Linked DNA regions of Mus musculus: regions 2, 3, 4, 5, 6 and 7 are each linked to region 1. Evidence: chromatin contacts called from public HiChIP or PLAC-seq and promoter capture Hi-C data. All regions are on one chromosome and are shown on one strand. The core of a region is the stretch at or near the end of the contact, and the rest is flanking DNA. Distances in the headings are between cores, read along the strand shown.

Region 1 (2,966 bases), core at 133-2,632:
GGGAGAGATATAGGCACAGGGAATCTGGGAGGGGTAGTCTAAGGGTTAGTGCCACCGAGGTAAGAGTGGTGTTGTGAGAAACAGAGATAAAGAGTTAGAGAGACAGATCCTGGGAGTTAGTCGCTCCTGGTTCCTTGGAGAGCTGGAAGGAGATGCAGAGATGCTGACAGAGACAGAGACAGAGAGACAGTGAAGAGATACTTGGGCAGTGAAGATATGGCAGAGGTGGTCCAAGGATGAATTACACAGGGGGTCCAAGACATCCCCAGACCAAAGCTCGAGTCTAGGCACTTCTTGCTCCCAAATGGGCTGACCCCAGGTCTGGCTCCAATATTCTTCCCATAGATCCTGTGATCTCTCACGCCAAATATGCAGATACAGTTTTGTAGACTCTCAGACTTGAACTCCAGCCCCAATCCAGACCTCCTTTCTCTCTCTCCTTGATCCAAATCTCAGCGCTGATCCTCAGTCCCAAGCATCCACAACCCCAGTCCTGACCTCCATCCCCGACGAGTCAACTCCATCTCCAAAGAGCTGGGGCTTCAGCACCAAATATCCCCGACTCTAGTCTCTAAGCTCCAGTCTTGACCTTTAAAACCCATGGTACTCTGATCCTAAATGTCCAGCCTCCTCAGGCTCAAATACCCAGACCCAAGCTCAAGTCAGCCTTCAGCCCCAACCCCCAAATAGTCACACTCTAGTATGTCCTGTTCCCATTCCCAAGGCTCCCATATGCACACTCTTCTCTCCCATACCTTGCACCCTAGTCTCGAGGTCCTATCTCCAGGGCTCATCCCTCCCACCTCGCACCCCTGTCCACGAGATGCTCCGGCGGGATTCCCCCCAACTCCCCAGAGTTAAGGCACAGCCGTGCCCCGCTGACGACCACCAAGCTGCCCCGCCTCGGACACCCCCAAGTTGTCCCGGGGTCTCTGGGGACCACCTCCCGTGCCCCGGGCCCCCGCCCCGGACAGCAATCCCCGCCCCTCATCCCCGCCCCCGAGACGGCCCGCGGCGCTCACTCACTTTCCGCGCCTTGCGCATCCGCTCCGGTCCGGGGAGAAGTGTTTAAAGTTCGGATCCCGCAGCCATGGCCCCGCGGCGTCCTGGGGAAGGAGACCCCGGGGCGAGGGACACAGGATGTTCGGAGTCCCGCGAAGACGGAGACTGAGAGGATGGGGTCTGGAAGTCCCTGAGACAGCGTGACAGAGACAGGGAGACAGAGACGAGGGGCACGAGCAGAGACGGGGAGATGCAGAGAAGAGACACCCCAAAAGAGACGCGCTCAGAGGACGGACGCGGGAAGCTGCGAACCCAGCTCTGGGCCAAGACGCGGGGGACTGTGTCTCTGAGCCCCCTCCTCCCCTGCAGTTCCTCTTCCTCCTCCTCCTCCTCCTCCCTCGCTCCTCCACGGCGCGGCGCGCTCTCCCGCCCTCGCGGCCGCCCGGCCGGGCTCGGCGCGCAGATATATGGAGGCGGCGGCGGCGGCTGTGCGGGGGAGGGGGCGGGCGCGCGATCGATGGAATATAATTTTCCTCAAACTCGGAAAATAAAGTTCAGAGCTGATCAAATTTGAAAACAGATGTCGAATTGCGACTCTAAATAAGGTTCGATCCCGGGACTGAGAGAGTGGGGGTGGGGTAGGGGCAGAGAGACACCCCTAACACCTTTCCCCTTTCCTCCCCACCTCCTCCTCGTCCTACATGGGGAAGACTCGCAGACAGACGGACAGGCGGTAGAGAAGGAACCGCTGCTACACATAGGTAAAGCGGGTCCTGGCCTATGCAAGGAGGGACACACACACAGCCTGGACTGGGCAGCTGACACGCAGACATAGGAACACATAGAAACAGTGACATAGACCATGCAAACACACACACACACACACACACACACACACACACACACACACACACGACACAGATGCACCATACAACACAGAGCCGGGCACATCACCAGCGAGCATGACCTGTATTCTAGACACAAATTCGTCACACAAACCTCCCCCCCCCCCATCGCTTCCTTCCTGATCCACCCTCACAGGGAGTGCACAGACACAGGGTGTCACAGCGACACATACCCCACATCAGGGTGCAGACCCACACTGGACAATCACAGACCGACTGGAGTCCAGGTTGGACACCCTGAGGCGCTTTCCTTCACACAGGCGCCGATTTAGTCTCACAGTGCATACCTGCTGGGAAAGGCTCAGCCAGTTTGCTCTCACTGGAAGATACTATCAAGCATCTCCAGGACCCCCAGAGCAGTTCATCATCCACGGGACCTGCTGCTGCAGCTTGACCTTGCTCTCTAACTGATCACCTTCCCTTTGCCCTCTCAACGCCACCCTTTTGGGGCCTCTCTTCCCCAGTTTGTACTCTCCCCTCACTCCCCATGTCAGGCCTCTCCCCACTGCCAAGCCCCAAGAACTCATTGTGTTTTGTTTGGATTGTGGTTTCACGTAGCCCAGGCTGGACTCAGCATATTACTATGTAGCCGAGGCTGTCCTTGAGCTCTTGCTCTTCCTGCCCTGCCTCCACTTCCCAGATGCTGAAGTTGTCAGCATATTGCCACCACAGCCTGACCTCTAAACCTCATTATTTGGGGTAAGTGCGGCCTCTCCCAGGAGGAGCAACTATGTTTCAAGACTGGCATGCCCAAATGGATACTTTGTGTCCAGAACCCTTAAGTGGCAGTCACCACTCCAGCCCTTCAAGAGCAGACATTCATCATCCATTTTGCCTACATCACTGGGTCTTAGTTTCCTTATCTGAAAATGGGCTAACTCAGAGTGGTGGGTGGGTCAAATGCATTGCTTGCTATAAACATTGATTTTTCCCAAGTAATCTACTAAAACTTGTGCAAACCTAGGCTTGACTGACCTGGTTCCACCTTGTTCAAACCCAGGGAGGTTAGTGGGAAGTCCGATCCTCCAACCCCCACTGGGAGCACTGCTTCCCAAAGCT
Region 2 (2,889 bases), core at 258-2,757, 330 kb before region 1:
TATGAGTACAGATCTCGAGAGACAAAGCAGGTAGTAACAGATGTGGGCTGAGAAGGCCGAGAGTGTAAAGCTCTTGCTAACAAGATGATTTGAGTTCCATGCCTGAATCCCACGTTGGAAGGCACCACTTCCCAAAGATGTCCTATGAGCTCTTTACATGTTGGGTGCCACTTACATACCTGCACTATCTTTCACATACACAAGTAATAATAATTTTAAAAAAGTCATTTAGAATGCTTGTAGATCCTAGGTGTATTTGTTTCCTTCAGCCTCGGTCCCCACAACTGTACAATGGAGACGGTCGATCTCTTTTTTTCTATGGGCTGTGGTGTGGTATGACACTGAGGTGTGTCAAATGTTTTGCACAGCTCTTGATGTCTAACAGTCGGGTTTTGCATACCAGATATTTTCCTGTTTCTGCCCAGAGAGGAAAGGGTCTGGCTGTGACCTTTAACCTCTGTGCCCCACCCCATAGTAAACTGTGTGCGCGTGGGGCACACTCTGTCTCTGGGCAGATCGCTGACTCAGCCCGGGATACCCCCTCCCCTTGTCCGGCTCCCTAAACCGGTCAGGGCCCTTCCAAAGGGCTTATTAGAGGGGAGAGGCCCCCATCTTCATTCCTATCTTCCTTTGAGGATTTCCTAGGCTTCGGCCTTAGGGAGGCTGCTGTATGCAGGTGGCTAAGAAGCCCGGCCCTCCAGGGGCACCGGAGGCTGAGTGGGAGGTCTGGGCGCTGGGCTCTCTCTGGGTGGGGCTGGAGGGGCCGGGATGGCTGGGTGCCTGGGCTGCGGGCGGGGCAGGCTGCTGGCTCCCTCCTCCCAGGAGAGCTGTCGGACCTGTTGTCCCCCCCTCCACTTCCGGGCTGCTGGGGAGGGGGACGGGGCGGCCTCTCTCTCCTCCCTCCTTCCAGCCACCTGTTTAGCCGCAGGAGCGGCAGTGCCCAGTGCAGAGCCAGAAAGAAGGTTGACGACCTACGAGGACCTCCTCCCGGGAAGGAACGGAGGCGTTGGGGCCCCAGGCATATCCGGAGAGGTAGACATTGCCAGCCCCGAGTTCTGGATCTTGGGGTGAGGAGCCTCGGACGCTGATTCCTTACAGGTGGTTCGGGACCCAACTGTGGAGCTCCAAGGAGGAGAGCCGGGCTAGTCCCGAGAGGGTAGAGGAGATGGAATCTCTTGGAGGCAATCCGGGAAACTGGAGAGGGCTGCAGAAGGGGCTCAGGGATGACACATGGAGCAAAGGGAAGGCTCAGCGTGCGACGCCCCAGCACGGGGAGCGTTAGGACCCCGGACTCAAATTCTCTTCCCACCTCTAGGTGTGTGTGTCACCTTCGGAGCCGACAGCCTCTCCCCAGTCGCGAGCGGGTCCCCAGGAAATCTACGCCCGCGGAATGTTCAGAGCTGGTCTCTGAACCTTTAGGTTCCGCCCTCTGGGCAAGCTCAACGCGCTCTAGACCACGCCCACAAACATCAGACCACGCCTCTGAAACTGACCACGCCCACACCACAGGAATCCGAAGCGGCCATGGGGACACCCAGCACCCTAGAGGAGGGCTCCTCGTCTCCAAAGGTTTCGGAATGCGCCGTCGAGGTCCAGCCTCAAGGGGCTGTGCAGCCTCAGGGGCACCCCGAGGATCCCAAAGAGCACAAGGAGCCCGAAGTCCCAGCGGAGCTTCCAAGTTGCCCCGGAGCTGGGCGGCAGGCCGAGGAAGAGGAAGAAGTGGAAGAAGGTAGCAGCACCGAGAGCTGCCGCGAAGAGGTGAGGGATCATCCCCCCGGGGGGGCTGTCCAGACGGACAGACAGACACCCAAGACGACACAGAAGAACATAAAGAGAGAGACTAGACAGAGACCCAGAGTCAAGGAGAGTACCCATAGACAGGCAGAAACACCCTGTTAGACAAAGTTGGATTTGAAGCCAGAGAGACTCGGGTAGAAACATAGAAACTAGATACGACAGAGACACAGGGAGTGAGACATAGACCTAAAAGAGAGACACAGGGAAGACACACAGACCCAGAAGAGAAACAAAAAGAAATGCCAACATAGAAGAGTCTAAGTCAGAGAGAGGGACGGGGGTGGGGGTGGGGGGAAGAAGAGCGATCCAGGGACTCTGAGAAAGAGATCCCAAGAGGTTGAGACTCAGGGACAGATGAGCTCATCGTGTACAAAGACACTTGCTGTCAAATCTGACGACCTGGGTTCGATCCCCAGAACCCTCATTGATGTAAGGCAAGAATCTTCTGATTTCCACTAGCATTCAGGTACAAAAAAGAAAGAAGGAAAGGAAGGAAGGAAGGAAGAAAAAAAAAGAAAGAATAGAGGAAGAAATGGAGGAAGAAAAAAGAAAAGGAGAGAGAAGGGAGAAAGGAAAAAGGAAAAGAAGAAAAGGAAAGGAGGGAAGAAATGAGGAAGAAAGAAAAAAGAAAGGAAGGAAGGAAGGAAGGAAAGAAAAGGAAGCAAGCTCTGCTAGTTCAGCTTCAGAGCATAGTGGCTTTGTATGATGGGTTCAGAACCTGCCGGCTTCCCCGCTTCACGGTCTTCCATTCGGACCCGAAAGGAAGTAGTTGAACTTGGCAGCTCATGACCCCCAGAGGCACTACTGGGGTGGGACCAGACCTGTTTGGTGACTTGAGGGGGGCGAGACTTGTTCTCATCACACCCTCTCTAATTTCAGCCCGAGGCTACGCCTGCCGCGCAGATTCCAGCCACACCTTCCCCATGCCTCCCTTCTGGGGAAGAGCTGCGGGGGGCAGCGCGGCGGCTGCGAGGACAGCAGCTGGAGGCACTGACTCGCGTGGCTCTGATGGAGCAGCGGGTGAAGGAGTTACAGCGCCAGAAGAAGGAACTGAGGATCGAGGTGAGGATGGGGAGATCTTGGGAAATCAAC
Region 3 (3,228 bases), core at 663-3,162, 480 kb before region 1:
TGTAAGTACACTGTAGCTGTCCTCAGACACCCCAGAAGAGGGCATCAGATTGGTATAAGCCACCATGTGGTTGCTGGGATTTGAACTCAGGACCTTTGGAAGAGCAGTCAGTGCTCTTAAATGCTGAGCCATCTCTCCAGCCCCCAGCAAAAGCTTTTCAATTGACAGATTCTAGAGTTAGGAATGAATATGTTCAAGACAACCACCTTCTTATTGAGCATATACTACGCCTGAGGCCCTAAAGCAATCACAGTTTGTTTTCCTCCTCCATATGAAACAGGATCTCTCTCACTTCTCTCAGGGCTCCTCTCAGACCTTTGCTGTCTCAACCTTCCAGATGAGCTTGCAGCACAGAGAGGCTAAGAAAGACACCTGCTAATGATCAGTAAGTCACACAGCCCTCACAGTCTGGGGCCAGCCCCCTACTCTCTCAGTTAGGACCTCTTAGAGGAAAACTTTATTTGGGCATTTTTATTTTTATTTTTCACCTTTTACCTTATCTTGACATTAAATCAAGCCAAGCTGGGTGTGTGGCTCAGTGGTGGAGCCCCTGCCTAGCCTCCCCCAGTGAGGGGTTGGGGTGTGGCTCAGTGGTAGAGCCTCTGCCTAGCCTCCCCCAGTGAGGGGCTGGAGGCGTGGCTCAGTGGTAGAGCCCCTGCCTAGAATCCCCCAATGAGGGGCTGGGGGCATGGCTCAGTGGTAGAGCCCCTGCCTAGAATCCCCCAGTGAGGGGCTGGGGGCGTGGCTCAGTGGTAGAGCCCCTGCCTAGAATCCCCCAGGGAGGGGCTGGGGGCGTGGCACAGTGGTAGAGCCTCTGCCTAGCCTCCCCCAGTGAGGGGCTGGGGGCGTGGCTCAGTGGTAGACTCCTTGTCAATCCTGCAGGAGACCTTGGGTTCCGTGTTTCCCAGCTCAGGCTTCAGTGACTCGGTACTCACAGCAGTGACATCACTACTGTACGGGTGCTACTCATTGCTCTCTGCTCTCTCTGGTTCCCACTCATCAGCCACACTGAGCCGCTCTGAGTGATTCTTTGCCCTCAGGGCTTTTGCGATGACTCTTTCCTCTCCCTCAAAGGCTTTCTGTAGGAATCCACTAGACTTCTTGCACACCTTTCCTGGCTGCCCTCCGCATCACCCTCCCAAAGCAATTAAGCCATTTACCTCTCTCCCTACAGTTTGTTCCTCTTTCAACTTGTTTTTCCCCTGGTTTCCGACTGATGGGAGAGATTAGATAACTAATGTATCCTCCCCATCGTAATGGCAGAGGGTGGCGTCCTTGTGTTTCCTGCTGTGTTCCAGTTCCTGGAACAGTGCCCAGTACCCAGGAGGTCCTTGGTCAGGAGCTGAAGGAATTTTGCCCTCTAGTTTGGCAAGTTAGTGTTCCACATGATTTCCCTACATGGAATTGTACCGCCTCGGCCAAGGATGGTAGCGTGCCCATGATCCAGACTCGGGGGAGACTGAGGCAGGAGGTTCCTGAGTTCAAGGCTGGTCTTCATAGCAAGACTCTCTCTGGAGAAACTCAAATAAAACAAACTTTGAAAACATAAACTCTGATTGGTAAGAAATAGCCAAGGCTAGAGAGGATTCTAACCCTTGCTATTTGGTTGTCTTCCTTTCTCCATCATAGTCTCTCTCTCTCTCTCTCTCTCTCTCTCTCTCCCTCATCCCTCCTTCTCCCTCCCTCTCTCCCTCCGTTCCTCCCTCCCTCTTTCCCTCCCTCCTTTTTTGAGACTGCATCTTACTATGTATGGAAGGGGCAGAGTTTCTTGAACTATGGAAGAGGAAGGGCTGGGGGGGGGGGGCGGGGGCGGGGCGGGGGGAGGCGAGGCAACCCCTGGAGCTGACTCACTCTTTAGCAAACAGTGGGAGGAGCCCTAGGGTCACAAAACTGTCTTCTTCCCCTCGGTCAGTCTAGAGCAGAGGTGAAGGAAGAACCCATGGGACTCCCAAGGCGGCTGCTGCTGCTGCTGTTGCTGGCGACTACCTGTGTCCCAGGTAAGAGCTGCGTGGTGGCACCGGGCGTGAGCTAGAGGAGGATGGCCCAGCGCTCCACCCTTCTATCCAGCTATTCTCCGGGTGTGTTCTCAGGCTCCACGTGGCACAGTCAGACTCCCGCAGGCATTCATTTAGTAAACGCTGATCCCTGGTGCACAGTGCCTGGCACACTGGAGGACGCGGAGGAACAGAGAGGTTAAGAAGCTGGTCCAAAGCCTCACAGCTAGGGGTTGAATGATAACTGGACATGTGACCTCACAGCCACTCCCCACAGTGTTTTGGTCTGTGTGGGGATCCCACTTTGGGACAAGACAGGGGCTCAGGGGTCTACATCTCAAAGGTCCACAGAGTTCAGCGGGAGCCCAGGGCCTGTCCCTCGAATACACTTGTCTTTTACTATGTTATGTCCTCAGCCTTCTTCCTCCAGGAAATGCGGGGGAAATGGTGTTGAGAAAGTAGAGGGAAATGGGGAAGGAATTGAGTCAGGGTTTGGCACGGTGAATAACTCGGAAAGCCCTCTCTAGTCCGCGGGAGACCGGAGATGATTAATGGGGTGGGAAAAGATCTCTGGCGGGGCCTGGGTGGTCTGGGAGCTAGAGGGGGGAGGGGTGGGGGTGCAAAGGGGAGGGGCTCTTGTTGAAGAAAGGATATCTGGCACAAAGGGACCGGCTCTAAATTGCAGACCGGATCTCGGGGCTCAGACAGGACAGTTCTTACTGTGAAATCCAACCCCGGGAGGAGGGGACCCTGGAGTGGGGCTGCCACCTGGGGTCAAAACTGGCTGTGTGGTTCAGGACAGTTACTTAGCCTTTCTGTTCCTGGAACTTGTCTGGGAAATGGGGGCCAGACTAAGGCTAGGCTGGTGCAAAAGTTCTGATTAGAAACTGGGCAGTCGGGGGCTGGAGAGATGGCTCAGTGGTTAAGAGCACGGACTGCTTTTCCGAAGGTCCTTAGTTCAAATCCCAGCAACCACATGGTGGGTCACAACCATCTATAATGAGATCTGACGCCCTCTTCTGGTGCATCTGAAGACAGCTACAGTGTACTTACACATAATAATAAATAAATCTTTAAAAAAAAAACGAAAAAAAAAACTGGGCAGTCTGAGGCGGGGGGCTATAACATTGGCGAGACGTGGCCTAGGTGAAGACCTGCAGGAGGGACTTCGGTCCTGGGGTGGGACAAACGTTTGGGGGCTGAGGTGGGTCTTTGAAAGTGGTTCTCAACCTTC
Region 4 (3,374 bases), core at 414-2,913, 310 kb after region 1:
CTTGAGAATCTACACATGACTGGGACCCCAGACAGGGTTGCAGTGGCCCTACAGGTTCCGTCAAGCCAAGGCCCGTAACATAGAGGGAAGACAAGGCGGGGTTGTCTGGGCGCCTTGGTCCCCTCCCCGGTGAGGCGAGGCTCCTGCTGCCCCCAGGGCCCGGCAGCTCACGAGCCTGTGGGAGTCGGGGAGTGGGGAGTAAGTGGGACGCACGTGACTGACCCTATGGCACTGCACACCCCTACCCCACTCCCGACCCCCTTCCTTGGCCCCAATCCCCTGGCGCCGGAGCCCTGCTCCGAGCCCTTTAAGAGCCGCCCCCACCCGCCGAGCAGGGAGGTGGGGTGGGTGGGCCGGTCGGGGCACACACCCGCACATAGGAGCCGGAGCCGCGGCCGCCGCCGGGGGAAGGAAACAAGTTTGAACAGCGGCGCCCGGCCCCCTTCCCCCTCCCCTCGTCCCCGCCCCGGGCCGGATTCCGACGGGGCAGACGGGCAGGGGGCGGCGAGGCCCCCTCCCCCCGCGCGCCCGGGCGCAAAGTCCAGCCTGTGCGAGCCCGGGGGCGGCGGGGGAGGGGAAGGGGGAAAGTCCGAGTGGGAGGGGGGGTTAATCCTGCTGCCCCCCGCCCGGCGATGGGGGGGGAGGGGAATCCTGGCCCCTTAAGGAGGAGCAACTTGGCGGGGAAGAGAGGGGCGGAGGGAAAAGACGGCCCGCTGAAAGAAGCGCAGGATCGGGGAGGGGGAAGGACGAAGGGAGAGCCTCTGCATTCCCCCCCCCCCCCCCATCTTTCCCACCCTCCTCAACTCCCAGCCTCCGCCCGCGCCGGAGGAGGGTACCCAAGTCTCCCCTGAGCCACCTTAAAGCCGCGCGTTCTAAGGTCGGAAACAAAAAGTTCCTTTTTCGAACGTTCGGGCTGCGCTTTGGAACTTTGCGACTCAGTCCGGGCGGGGGAGCGAGGAGACGGACGGGGGAGGGGCGGTGCAGCCCGGACCCCGAGTCCCGTGTTCCCCTCTCACGCCCAGCTCCAGGCCATCCCGTATCCCGCTCACCGGGTGCTGGGCACGCGCTGCCGTGAAGGTCACGGGCCGGACCGCGCAGCGCAGAACCGAGCATAGCGGGTCCCTGTACAGAACCCCCACCTCGCACCGCACACGTCCCGGCCCCCGGAGTGCAACGTGACAGAACGACAGGGAGGGGACTCTGCCACCCCAGTGATCCCGGGAGAACCCAGGTTGCCGAGTCCGGGAAGGGAAAGCCCAGCACCCGCAGCACCCATACCATTCCGAAAGGATCCACAGAATTGGGGCTCCCAGGCAGCACCCCAGCTCGCGCCTCTAGAAGCAACAGGTCTCGAGTGCTTGGGGGTCCCCAAGAACTGGGTATCAATCGGGCTCCCCAGAACCCCTTCAGCCCCCACCCAAAGTTTTCCCTCCCGGTTTCCCGGGGCAACAAGTCTCCCCCACACGTGCTGCCCCCGCCCCCACCTGTGTCCGCCGGGGTCTTCATGCTGGGGGGCCCGGGGCAAGGCGCCCCAACTCCGGGCCGCTGCTCCTGGCGCCCGCGTTGCCCCGTCCCGTCCCGCGCCCGTTGGGACGCCCTCGCCGCCGCACCCGGCCTCGCCTCTCAGAGCCTCTCCCCTCCCCGCCGCCGCCTCCCGGGTTAATATCGCACTCCGGGGCCGGGACGCCCACGCCCCCCGGCCGGCGACGTCACCGCCGCGTCGCCATGGAGACACTGTGCCCGCCCCCTCCCGCGCACTCACACACGCTTGCCGGCGCGCAGCCACTGAGGACCGGCCGGCTCTTGGCTTAAAGGGGCCGCGCGGCGGGGGGGGGGGGGGGGGGAGGAAGGGCAGGGAGGGGCTGGGGAGGTCCTGGGGGTCACGACCCTTCTTGGAGGCTCTAAGTCAGAAGAACTTAAGTCTTCAGCACTCAGTACCTGCTGCCTCTCTTCTGCCCTTTCCTGGCTCCAGAGTTTCTTTTGGGACCTTTTTGGAGGAAAGGAATTATATGAAGGGGGACGATCAGAAATTTTTGTGGGGAAGGGGCAGAGTCTTCTCCGCAGGGGGGCGGAGTCTGGATCTTGGAGGATGATCAAGAGCACAGCCATTTCCCAGCCTGAGTTTACCCAACCCCCTCAACCCCGAGCCTGAAAGAGGGCAGCTGTCCAGGGGTGGGGTGGAATGGGTGGGAAACATTTCCCAGCATCGGAAATGGGGAGGCGGCTGTACCCTCGACTCCTGTGGAGATGGGGTCTTGGCCTTCCTGATAGACCCAGTCCAGCTGGGGAGGAAGTGACCAGAATGCATTCGGGAGCCCCCACAATCACCACTGTCCCTTAGGCTGCAGCTGTCCTGGGAACGCGGCCGGAGGTACCCCCACCTCCACACTGGAGCAGGGGGTTCCGGAGATAGTGCCAGGATGCTGGGGGCGACCCAAGTCTGAACAAATGTGCTCCGGAGGAGCATTGGGGGTCGCCAGGAGAGAGGAAGACAGGGCTTAAGACCAAAGGCCCGAGCGTAGGGGAAGTGTTAAGTCTGTGTTCGCTGCAGCAGATAGGAGGAATGGATGGAGCCTGAGGCTCGGGAAACAGGAAATCGGGGTACCGATCGGATGCAGGTAGGCAGCCTGCTACTGGGTAGAGGGGAAGCAGAGCTATATTCTCATAAACTAAACCTAAACAGTCTCAGGGAAATAATGAAAAATAAACCAACCGGAGTTACCAAAGGAAGAGATAGGGGACTAGGAGACTGAAAAGATGATGAATCAGAGCCGTGAGATGCGGCAAGCAAGAGGGAAGGCCTATCTGGCTCAGGCTATAGGTGCTTAAGGCTTCAAACCCAAACTTCTCCGTTGTTGGGTTCCTATTCAGCCTTTAAACCAGCTCACGGGTGCTAGAGAGAAGTCTCATGCCTCCTCCTTAGGGAGACCATGGCCTCCAGGGAAGTGTCACCCCTTTGGGAATTATGTAACCTTGCCTACGGACAGTGCAGCTCCCCACGGATATTGTAACCCTCTGGGAGCAGCGTGGTCCAGCAATAATCATCATTGTTACAATAACAGCTCTCAATTCTTAGTGCTCACGATGTGCCAGGCTGGGAGCCAAGCATTGTCTGTAACATCTTCATACTCATAAAATCCCAATGAGGGGCCTGCTATTGTAACCCCTACCACAGATTAAGAACCAAAGGCTCTTTCTTACAGGGGAAATTAATCTGCCAAAGTCCTATAGCAAGGAAGTGCTGGGATCAGTATTCAAGGCCTGATCTGTACAATTCCAGTTTTGCCATTGTACTTCACTGTTTAAAATAGATCCGTAACACACCCCATGTCCCCATTTCCTGACAACAAAAACAGACTTGAGTGGCAACCCTA
Region 5 (2,937 bases), core at 33-2,532, 360 kb before region 1:
CTGTCATCTCTTAATACTAGAGGGGTATCTCAAAGTGTCCGAGGAGGCAAGTGTCACACTGGTGTCCCACTCGAGGACATTTCTGCTTGCCCTCTGACCCCACGTCCTATGAGCGCCTCAAAGAGTTGCCAAGCCAGTGCCGAAAGCTTCTAAAGTGTCCATTTCCAACACTACCCATAATCCCCCACAATCTGCTAAGGGTAGTGGTGGTGGTGGCCCCAATGGTCATTACGTTGGTTCTCCTGGGCTGTCACTCCTGGGGAATGATCCCTATGAGAACCTGGGCTGCTCTCACCTTTGGTCTCCGGGTCCTGACAGGTGGGACTAGGTTCCGAGGCCCTGACCTCGGACTTCACGCTTCCACCCAGCATCTTGCTGGCAGAGGGACCAAGGGGCAGCTGGGCAAGGGGCGAGGATGGCGCCAGTGGTTAACAAGTTCATGGAGACAGGGGTGCGGGCCTAAAATCAAAAGGCCAGTCTGTTTAGAACCAGGCTGTTGGTTAAGTCTAGTCCTAACTCAAGAGCAGAAGGCTGGAAGGTGGAGCCTAAGTACACACTAGGAGGGGATATGAAAATAAAACCAAGAGATAATCTTTTCACTGGGTGGGGTGGGGCTATCTCAGAGTGGGCGGGACCGCTAAATCTGGAGTGGGCGGGGCTATACAAAAAGAGCAGTCAGTGGCCCGGCCACCCAAGCCCAGGGGCTGGTCTTTGAGCGCAGTGGGTGTGCCCTTGGCCACCCTGTCCCAGAAGCGCTTTGGGTACAGTGGAAGGGATTCTAGTAGAAAGGGGGGCTTACCCTGTCTTTAGTCTCAGCCTACTGATGCTGTGTCGCTAAATCGCATCTCTGGCATAGAACTGGGGACTCAGAGAATTAGGGAAACCTGGAGAAAAAGACGAAAGGAAGGTGTGGCTTATAGAACCACCTAGAGACCCAGAATATAGACTTTCATGGAGGGAGTCCCAAACGTCTGGCATCGCATGCACTCCTCAAAAACCAGAGCACCGAGATCCATATCTACCCTTCGCGGAGAGATCCTAGCGGCCAGCCCCCAATCCATCTCCAGGAGACCAGGACCCAGCCCTTCTCACCTGCAGGGCGGTCCCTCCCCGGGGGTGGGGCTCCGGAACCCTCCCGTCTCAATTAAGCCTCGTGAGCTACCTTGTAGCCCTCGGACCTGCACCTCCCAGCGGGCGCTGGGACGCCGTTGGAGGAGAGAAGAGCGGGAAGGAGATTGCCGAGCCGTAGGGCCCAGCTTCACTTCCATCCCCTCCTCCCATCCGGGGCTGGAGGGGGCGTCGGCACGCATGCGCACTCTCGGCCAGCAAGAGGCTGCAGAGGGGGAAGATGTGATGGAAGGAGGGAATGACTGAACCACCCAGCTGGCAAGTTAGTGAGCAAGCGCGAAGCTATCCGCCTAAGGATCCTAGCTAGGAAAGTGCACATCTGTAAGGATGTGGTTAATCCCTCCTGTTTTCTCCTTCCTGTGATAGGGTCTCAAGTAGCCCAGGCTAGCATCAAACTCCCTACATAGCCGAGAATAGCCATGAACTGGTAGTCCTCATGTCTTCACCTCCCAAGTGCCTTGCTAAGACAGACTGCACAGGCCCGCTCCCCCACCCCTTCCCCACATTCCCACTCCGGTTTCTTTTTGTTACTGCCCCTGTTATTTTCTTTCAAATGTTAATTACATTTAGTTACTTGTTTGTCATTGTGGATGTGTTTGAGTGTGGTGGTCAGAGGACAACTTGTGGACTCTTGTGGACTCTTGTGGACTCAGTTCTCACTTTCCACCTTGTGGGTCCCAGGAATCGAACTCAGATCTTCACGCTTGGCTGCAGCTGCCTTTAACCACTGAGGTGTCTCTTTGGCCTTGCATTGAGAATTCCATGTATAGTCTGAATTCAGCCTTTGGGAGCCGTTCAAAAAGCTCAGGTCGATTCGATTCTATTCCTCCAAGCCTTTACAGAAAGTTTGGCTATTTCTTCAGAAAGGGCAAGGGGCAGTACTCAGTTGACCCCCCGAAGGCACTTGCATAGTACTTTAGGCACCCTTCACCGACATTTACCACGCCTAGCACCCCGTGCTACCTACTGCCCCTCCCTAGGTGGCCTAGGAGTGCCAGGCCAAGGGTGACATTGAGTGCTTGGCCTACTTCCAGGCAGCGACAGTACAACTTCCTGCCCAGCGCTAGTATGCCTGTGATGTGCTCATAAAAGTCCTCCGCACTCAGCCGGATAATCCATGACGTCTGGTCAACCCTGGGAGTCACGGGAGTTATTTGGTGGGGCTGAGTAACTGGTTTGCGCTGGACTCTGCCAATTTCTAGTCGTGTGACGATGAAGAAGTCACCTTACAGTTATGGGCCTCAGTGTCTTATATTATATAAGTATATTAGAGAACCAATGGAAACCGGCTTAAACATTGCTATTGTTCAGGCAGTGTTGCTTTTTTTTTTTTGACACAGGGTCTTGCTACATAGCTCTGGCTATAGAGCAGGCTGGCCTCCAAGACACAGAGGTCTGCCTGCCTCTGCCTCTGCCTCCCCAGTGCTTGAATCAGTGGTATGCACCACCAAGCCCTGCTCCAGCTAGTGCTGTTAAGCACTGAGTCTCTCTCTCAAGTTCCTTTATGAATATTTTAAAAATTACACCGTGAGTGTGGTGGCGCACGCCTTTAATCCCAGCACTCATGGGGCAGAGGCAGGCAGATCTCTGAGTTTGAGGCCAGACTGATCTACAGAGGGAGTCTCAGAATAGCCAGGGCTACACAGAGAAACCCTGTCTCAGAGAACCAATACACACACACACACACACACACACACACACACACATATATATATATATATATATATATATATATATATATATATATACATTTGTTATTTATATGTGTGTGTGTTTGTTGTGCATCTGTGGTATCCATATTCAGAGGTA
Region 6 (3,305 bases), core at 133-2,632, 470 kb after region 1:
AAAGGTGTTAGCCTTTGAATTAGATGTGTGAGTAAAGTTGAGCTGGTTTGAAAACACAGGACCTGTTGGGGATCAGCAGCCTAGTATGGTTGGAGCATAAGTGCATCTTTGTGAATGAAAGAAAGTGGACTGGAAAGGTGTGTTGTGACTAGAGCTTTGAGTTCATGGGGAGGACTCTAGCCCTGGTGCCCATATAGTGATAGAGAAGCCTTCCCTTCCAGAGTGGCCACTATGGGCCCCAGGACTGAAGAACTCAGAGAACTTTCCCTACAAAGGAAAGAAGTTGGACATTGCCAGAGGCAGGTGATCCTGGATTTAGGATCACATGATGCTGAGTATGCCACAGAGTACCTCACCCACAGGAGAAAGGTACATGGATAGAGATGATCTTGCTTCTGTGTGGTGGCTCTGTGAAGAGCTGGGAAACACTGGCTGTGGTGAAGACTAGAACAGATTCAGAACCTCTACCGAGTCTGCTTCAAAAGGGACAGACCATTCAACCAAGCCCGGGATGACTAAAATGTCTGCATGACTACTGCCTGCTAATAGGACTGACCTGGTTTGTATCATCACGAGCTTACTTGGCATACTCTAAAGTTATAGGACTCCTCATTTCTTTGCCTTCCACCACAAGCCTCCCACCCCCAGTTGAGCCCTGAGAAAATCTGTGACTTTTCCAGGAGAGGTTGGGAAGGTCTGGGAAGTGGATCTTGGCTGGGCTGTGTGTACACTTGTGTGTATGCTGCCAGCTACAGTTGCAGACATGTTGGGAATGTGCCTTAAAGTTTACAGAGTCCTTTGGGATAAAGAGGGTCCTTTCTTTTTGCTAATGAGGATTCTGGTACTGAGAAAGACTAACTTAATTACCCCAACTTGTTGCTAAAAGAGTATTTTAATGCACTTGTTGTTGGGTTTGCCATGTTTTCTACCCCATTTCTTCCCCACAAAATCAAATTAATCTTTGGTGTGCACATGGTTCTGGTGAAGTAGAAATTAATCTTGAGCCAGGCATGGTGGCACACCTATAATACTGGGACCCAGGATACTGTGGTCGGAAGAGTCCAAGTTTTCGGTCAGCCTGACTACATATCAAGAGCCTGTCTCAAGGGAGAGAAAAATAGAAGGGAGGAGGACGGACAAAATAAAGAGGAAGGGAGGGAGAGAAGGAGAAGAGAGAATATCATTTCATTGTATTTACCTGGGTTCGGGCTGCTGAAGACCATGGACATGAGCATCACTGGAAGCAACAGAAGGAAGGGAGAGGCTAGAAGCTTCATTGTGGCTGTCTGTTGGTTCTTAAAGGCTGTGTGGATTGTCACCAGTTAGAGGCTTCTGATTTCTTGTAACTGCTCAGGTGGAGTAGTGTCTACAATTTAATCCTACACAAGAACACCCTTGGGAAATCAAGAGCAGGAAGGCGGTGCTGGTCAGTTTAGTACCAGATTGGACCAGGTCTTTACGGGAATGTGGGAGGTAAAACTGGCCAAACAAAAGAAACCACACTCCAGAGAAAGGAACAAATGACTGACACCTTGGCATGTGTGTGTGTGTGTGTGTGTGTGTGTGTGTGTGTGTATGTATGCTTGACTCCTCCCCCACTGTGGGGGGTTTCATTCTCTAAGCTTTTTTCTCACTTGAATTTCCGTGTACCTTTTGGCTGTTTAGAGCAAAACCGAGGCACTGCAGGCTGACAAAGAGAGGCTGACAGCTGCGCTTCCTCTCTCCACCCATTTGTGATTGCCAGCACAGTAGATGGAAGTGCTACTGCCTGGACAGTTGTCCTGTCCTCGCACTGTTGACAGATTCATCCAGTTCCCTAGCCACTCACAAGGGAAGCAGAGTTCAGTTAAGAAGACGTTCACTTTGGGTGTGCTGGTGTGTGCCAGCACTGGAGGCTGAAGAGGGCTTTGAGTTTCCCCTCCCCTCCCCTCCCCTCCCCTCCCCTCCCCTCCCCTCCCCTCCCCTCCCCTCCCCTCCCCTCCCCTCCCCTCCCTTCCTTTCCTCTCCTCTTCAATTCTCTCTCTCTCTCTCTTAACAAAGAAAGAAAAACAAAAATGAAGGGCTAGTGGCTGCCTGGCGAGTGAGCTGATGATCTAACTTCAATCCCCACTGTTCACAGGAAGTAGAGAAATCAGTGCATTGTCCTTTGACTGCTATAGTCATTTGGTGCATGCACACTCCCCTCATCCTTAAATAACTGTAATGAAGAACGAAGGGCTAGGGATGTAGCTTAGAGATAAGATGCTTGACTAGCATGCACAAGGCTCCAGGTTTGATTCTCAGCACCATAAATAGCAAATAAAAACAAACCAGCAACAATGCACAAATAAAATCAGAGTCAGTTATCTTTGCCTCCAAACTCTTTCCTGGAGCAGTGGGGAAAACAAAGCCTCCTCTTGTTCATCAGGAAGTTGGCTATGGTTTAGTTGCTCCAATTTACAGGACACGGTGTGTGTGTGTGTGTGTGTGTGTGTGTGTGTGTGTGTGTATGTGTGTGTAAGATCACCAGAGCTTCAGGTCCAGGAATATATGAACTATAGGCAAAAAGGGATTCTTGAACTGTGTTGGTCCAGGTTGGTGGAGTTCTTGGTTCAAGGCAAAAGGAGAAAGCTGATAATGCCCACAGTCAACATTAAAGACGATTGTGCCAGCCAGCTCACGAGGGAGGGGAGCGTTTATTTCTGAAACTTGCACTCTTAGAGGTGTTATTTCATGGCCTGTCTGCCCTGTCATTTTTGAGCCTGTGCTGAGATACATCATGGAGAGAGTGCATAGTGGAGGAAACTGCTCACTTCTCGCATCTAGGAAGCAAAGAAGATAGCAAGAACCATAAACCTAATAGTTCATTTAAGGGTGTATACGCCACCATGACATAACTGTTTTCTACTGAACTCTGTCTCCTAAAGGTTCTTCTGATCTCCCACAGACTGGCTACCCAGCCTTTACCTCATGGGCCTTTGGGAAGCACTGAAGATCTAAATTATAACAATCTTGGAACATCAGCACTGAATTTGGTGTCTATTTGAGGGACTTTAAGACTGCCAAAGCAATAGGGATTGATGAACTTAAATATTGGGTGACATTTGTTGGAGCCAAAGGGACAATGAATAAGGAAGTCTTTTCTAGAAGCCTCCAGGAATGAGAGGATATATGAATTATTCCTTCAAAAGAAGTGAATTGATAAACAAAATTTTCATTATTTATTAATTTATTTACTTTATATCTTATTGCAGCCCTATCCTCCAGGACCCCCTCACACAGCCCCTTCCCCCCACTCTCCCTTTCCCTTCTCCTCTGAGAAGGGG
Region 7 (3,262 bases), core at 73-2,572, 360 kb after region 1:
AGTCTGTTTCCCAAGTACTGGGGTTAATTGCATGTACCATGTCTTACTCCAGGAATTTCATTTATTTGCTATTTTGGGAATGTGATTCAGGACCTTACACATAAGCTAGGCAAACATATTACCACTGAGCTACATCTCCAGCCAGAAAGCTTTTTGTTCATACTTTCCTTTTCCTTCTCTTTTCTTTTTTCTTTTTCTTTCTTTTTTCTTTCTTTCTTTCTTTCTTTCTTTCTTTCTTTCTTTCTTTCTTTCTTTCTTTCTTTTTTTTTTTTAAGACAGAGTTTCTCTGTGCAGCCCTGGCTGTCCTGGAACTCACTCTGTAGACCAGGCTGGCCTCAAACTCAGAAATCCGCCTGCCTCTGCCTCACATGTGCTGGGATTAAAGGCGTGCGCCACCACTGCCTGGCTTTTTTTTTTTTCCCCCATTTTTAAAACAGATTCTCACTTATGTGGTCCTGACTGTTCTGGAATTTAATGCAGAGACCAGTCTGGCCTTGAATTCACAAAGAATTGCCTGTCCCCCTACCCCGCAGATGTGTCTAGCCAGAAAGCTTTTGAAATGGCATTTTGAGCAGCAGTGAATGAATTTTCTGCAGTGGAGGGTGAAGGATAAAGCTAGGAATATTTGTTGGAGTCTGATGCTGGAAGACCTTCCCAGGACTCTCAGTTGCCCTATGGGAAATGACAGAATTAATAGCAGCATGGGTGGGGGTGGGGGGCATCAAACTACACTAAGGGATAAGAGGCCCAGTGATTTGTCCTAGGTCTTCTGGTAGGGACATGACAAAGCCAGCCCTGGCAGCTAGAGCACTGGCTCCTCCATATCTCACCTTTGTCTCAAGCAGCTGGGGTTCACACCCTAGGGGTGGGGCAGGCAGTCAGGAGTGATTGTTTTGTTAGAAGGTTTTACTGTGTGTGTGTATGTGTGTGTCCCAGAACAATGTCTCATCTTCTGTGTGTCTATGGGCACAAGGTTTGCCAAATCTAGAGAATGGGTAATAATAGAATAATTTGGGGTCAAAACTGGGGATCAGTGGTCAGGACAGAGCTCGGTTTTCTCGGTTAAATCCTGGAGTCTGCAGTCCAAAGAAGACCCTTGCTTGCGGGAATGTGAGTTCAGTTTAGGACACACGCATCCTGAGGTTTCTTTGAGACGCCTGTAGAAGAGGATCACAGCTGGGGTGAGGTGACAAGAGAATGTTCTCTCTCAGGTGGGAAGAGTAGGAGACAGTTTAGTCCATCCCGGAGGAGGGGGCGGAGACCGCTGCGTCCAGCGGCCCCTTTAATCGGGGGCGCGCGCTGGCCAGCCCGCGCGCTCTCGCCTCCGTCACCGGGCCGGAGCGGGAGCCGGAGCCGAGCCGAGGCCAGAGCGGGAGGAATGGAGCCCTCCCGCGCGCCCGTGCTGCGCCGCCTGCTGCCGCCGCTACTGCTCTTGCTGCTGCCACTGTACCCCCGCACCCGGGCCAAGTACGTGCGGGGCAACCTCAGCTCCAAAGAGGTGAGCACACCGAGCCATCTCCTAGCGTTCCCTGGCCCGCGGGACCCAAGAGGGGATGATGCCGCCCCGCCCCCTGCGCCCCTCCCGGGCCGGGGCGTGAGGAATGGGGGCCCGGACCAGGGAGAAGGCTGTGGGTTGGGGGTTGCATGGTGGCTGTCGAGGCCAGCCTGGGTGGGGAGGGTCGGTAGGCAGAGTCAGAGTTACGGGGAACAGAGCTGCACCATGGTGGTGCTGAAGGGACAGCACCCCTCACTCCACCAAGTGGAGGTTGCCTGGCCTGCTCAGGACCAGCAAGGAAGGTTTGGGAGATTGCCCAGGATGTCATGATGGCATGGTTTGTGGGACCACCTTGGGGCTGCTCTCTCTCTCTCTCTCTCTCTCTCTCTCTCTCTCTCTCTCTCTCTCTCTCTCTCTCTCTCTCTCTCTCTCTCTCTCTCTCTCAGCATGTGTGTGCATGTGTGTGTGTAACTGGGGGAATGCAGCTGAGAAAGAGTCCAGGACAGATGGTGGTGGGGATGTGCACCTGGCCATCCCTGGTCTTTTTCAGTGTGTCTGGAAGATGGGGAGGAGGAGGACGGGGGTGGGGGGGAAAGAAACTTGAGGGACATCTGAGGGAGAAAACCAGGGCAGCAGAAAATCGGACACACAGCAAAAGGATCTGGAAAGAATTCTGGAGGTGACTTAGCTGCTTTGTGGTGTTTGGGAAGCTAAGTGGCTTTGGGTAGAGAAGAAAAGTTGAGGGTCTGTGGGTAGGGTCAAGCTGAGTTCTTGAAGGACTCAGATCTCACTGGATTCTTTTTGCCAGGATTGGGTGTTCCTGACAAGATTTTGTTTCCTTTCGGATTATGGACGACTGGACTTCCGATTCCGATACCCCGAGGTGAGTCTCCCTAGCCACTCTCCTTAGCTGAGGCTGGACACTCCCTTGGCCCTCCTTGGCAAAAGCTCTCCAACTGCTATAAACACCCCAACCGCCAAATCTCTGGGTCTTCAGGCTAAGTGCTGTCAGAACATCCTCCTCTACTTTGACGACCCATCCCAGTGGCCAGCGGTGTACAAGGCAAGGGACAAGGTGAGAGCTGTGAAGAGTGGGTATGTGAGGGGTGTCCAGGGACAGAAGGCCACAGCCATTCAGAGGGTGACCATGCCTCTGCCTTGCCCTAGGACTGTTTGGCCAAGGAGTCGGTGATCAGGCCAGAGAACAACCAGGTCATCAATCTCACCACTCAGTACGCCTGGTCGGGCTGTCAGGTGCGAGGCAGTGCAGAGGTGCTAAAGGTCTAGGGCCTGGTGGCATTGCAGATGAGACTTCAGCCTTTTGGCTTCTCCCCAGGTGGTGTCAGAGGAGGGAACTCGCTACCTGAGCTGCTCCAGTGGCCGCAGCTTCCGTTCTGTGCGTGAAAGATGGTGGTATATCGCACTCAGCAAGTGTGGGGTAAGGGCCTGGGGCAGCTGCCTGGCCTTTCTCCTCTTTCCCTTCCTGTTGACTTCCTCCTACCTGCCCAGAGCCCCACTTAGGCCTCCCCACTCCCCACAGGGAGACGGGCTGCAGTTGGAGTATGAGATGGTCCTTACCAACGGCAAGTCTTTCTGGACACGGCACTTCTCAGCTGATGAATTTGGTGAGCAGATCTGGGAGGAACAGTGCAGGATGGAAGCCCCAGCAGGCAGAGATGCCCACTCCAAAAACCTTTTCCCACCTCTTCCGTTGAATCCTAGGGATTTTGGAGACAGATGTGACCTTTCTCCTCATCTTCACCCTTA

Evidence for each region. Promoter capture Hi-C pulls out the DNA fragments that hold promoters and counts their contacts. HiChIP or PLAC-seq counts read pairs in DNA pulled down with a chosen protein or histone mark.
Region 2: a contact with region 1 is called in a promoter capture Hi-C map of stem cell-derived epiblast-like cells, with 3 times the contacts expected there. The contact joins the promoter of Phldb3 here to the promoter of Erfl in region 1. A contact is called at or near these places in 6 of 39 promoter capture datasets (the C10 cell line, embryonic stem cells and stem cell-derived epiblast-like cells), 4 of 115 datasets of contacts at active chromatin or transcription factors (embryonic stem cells, forebrain and pancreatic cancer cells) and 2 of 9 other capture datasets (adipose tissue and embryonic stem cells).
Region 3: a promoter capture Hi-C map of embryonic stem cells shows a contact between it and region 1. The contact joins the promoter of Plaur here to the promoter of Erfl in region 1. A contact is called at or near these places in 1 of 39 promoter capture datasets (embryonic stem cells) and 1 of 115 datasets of contacts at active chromatin or transcription factors (memory CD8 T cells).
Region 4: a promoter capture Hi-C map of embryonic stem cells shows a contact between it and region 1. The contact joins the promoter of Erf here to the promoter of Erfl in region 1. A contact is called at or near these places in 3 of 39 promoter capture datasets (cranial neural crest, embryonic stem cells and second pharyngeal arch cranial neural crest), 1 of 15 datasets of contacts at CTCF or cohesin (embryonic stem cells) and 3 of 115 datasets of contacts at active chromatin or transcription factors (embryonic stem cells and memory CD8 T cells).
Region 5: an H3K4me3 HiChIP or PLAC-seq map of forebrain shows a contact between it and region 1, with 4 times the contacts expected there. The contact joins the promoter of Zfp575 here to the promoter of Erfl in region 1. A contact is called at or near these places in 4 of 39 promoter capture datasets (cranial neural crest, embryonic stem cells, maxillary cranial neural crest and 1 more) and 4 of 115 datasets of contacts at active chromatin or transcription factors (embryonic stem cells, forebrain, neural tube and 1 more).
Region 6: a promoter capture Hi-C map of embryonic stem cells shows a contact between it and region 1. The contact joins the promoter of Cxcl17 here to the promoter of Erfl in region 1. A contact is called at or near these places in 4 of 39 promoter capture datasets (the HPC-7 cell line, cranial neural crest, embryonic stem cells and 1 more).
Region 7: a contact with region 1 is called in a promoter capture Hi-C map of embryonic stem cells. The contact joins the promoter of Tmem145 here to the promoter of Erfl in region 1. A contact is called at or near these places in 4 of 39 promoter capture datasets (cranial neural crest, embryonic stem cells, frontonasal cranial neural crest and 1 more).

What each region holds. Positions count from the first base shown.
Region 1 is chr7:24,943,389-24,946,354 of GRCm38.p6, forward strand. It overlaps Erfl (ETS repressor factor like), which reads right to left and starts at 1,383. Exons shown (of 6, transcript NM_001370804.1): 1 at 1,027-1,383.
Region 2 is chr7:24,609,821-24,612,709 of GRCm38.p6, forward strand. Phldb3 (pleckstrin homology like domain, family B, member 3) reads left to right here and starts at 1,508. Exons shown (of 15, transcript NM_001102613.1): 1 at 1,508-1,758; 2 at 2,677-2,859. The coding sequence starts at 1,525.
Region 3 is chr7:24,460,571-24,463,798 of GRCm38.p6, forward strand. It overlaps Plaur (plasminogen activator, urokinase receptor), which reads left to right and starts at 1,913. Exons shown (of 7, transcript NM_011113.4): 1 at 1,913-1,997. The coding sequence starts at 1,940.
Region 4 is chr7:25,249,095-25,252,468 of GRCm38.p6, forward strand. Erf (Ets2 repressor factor) reads right to left here and starts at 1,664. Exons shown (of 4, transcript NM_010155.3): 1 at 1,485-1,664. The coding sequence starts at 1,506.
Region 5 is chr7:24,586,359-24,589,295 of GRCm38.p6, forward strand. Zfp575 (zinc finger protein 575) reads right to left here and starts at 1,283. Exons shown (of 4, transcript NM_001033205.3): 1 at 1,093-1,283; 2 at 800-884; 3 at 296-459. The coding sequence starts at 371. It also overlaps a transcript of Ethe1 not described here.
Region 6 is chr7:25,411,504-25,414,808 of GRCm38.p6, forward strand. It overlaps Cxcl17 (chemokine (C-X-C motif) ligand 17), which reads right to left and starts at 1,383. Exons shown (of 4, transcript NM_153576.2): 1 at 1,199-1,383. The coding sequence starts at 1,277. All of the region lies in intron 3 of 4732471J01Rik (RIKEN cDNA 4732471J01 gene), which reads left to right.
Region 7 is chr7:25,304,786-25,308,047 of GRCm38.p6, forward strand. Tmem145 (transmembrane protein 145) reads left to right here and starts at 1,323. Exons shown (of 15, transcript NM_183311.2): 1 at 1,323-1,498; 2 at 2,304-2,378; 3 at 2,493-2,570; 4 at 2,663-2,749; 5 at 2,832-2,933; 6 at 3,036-3,120; 7 at 3,218-3,262. The coding sequence starts at 1,379.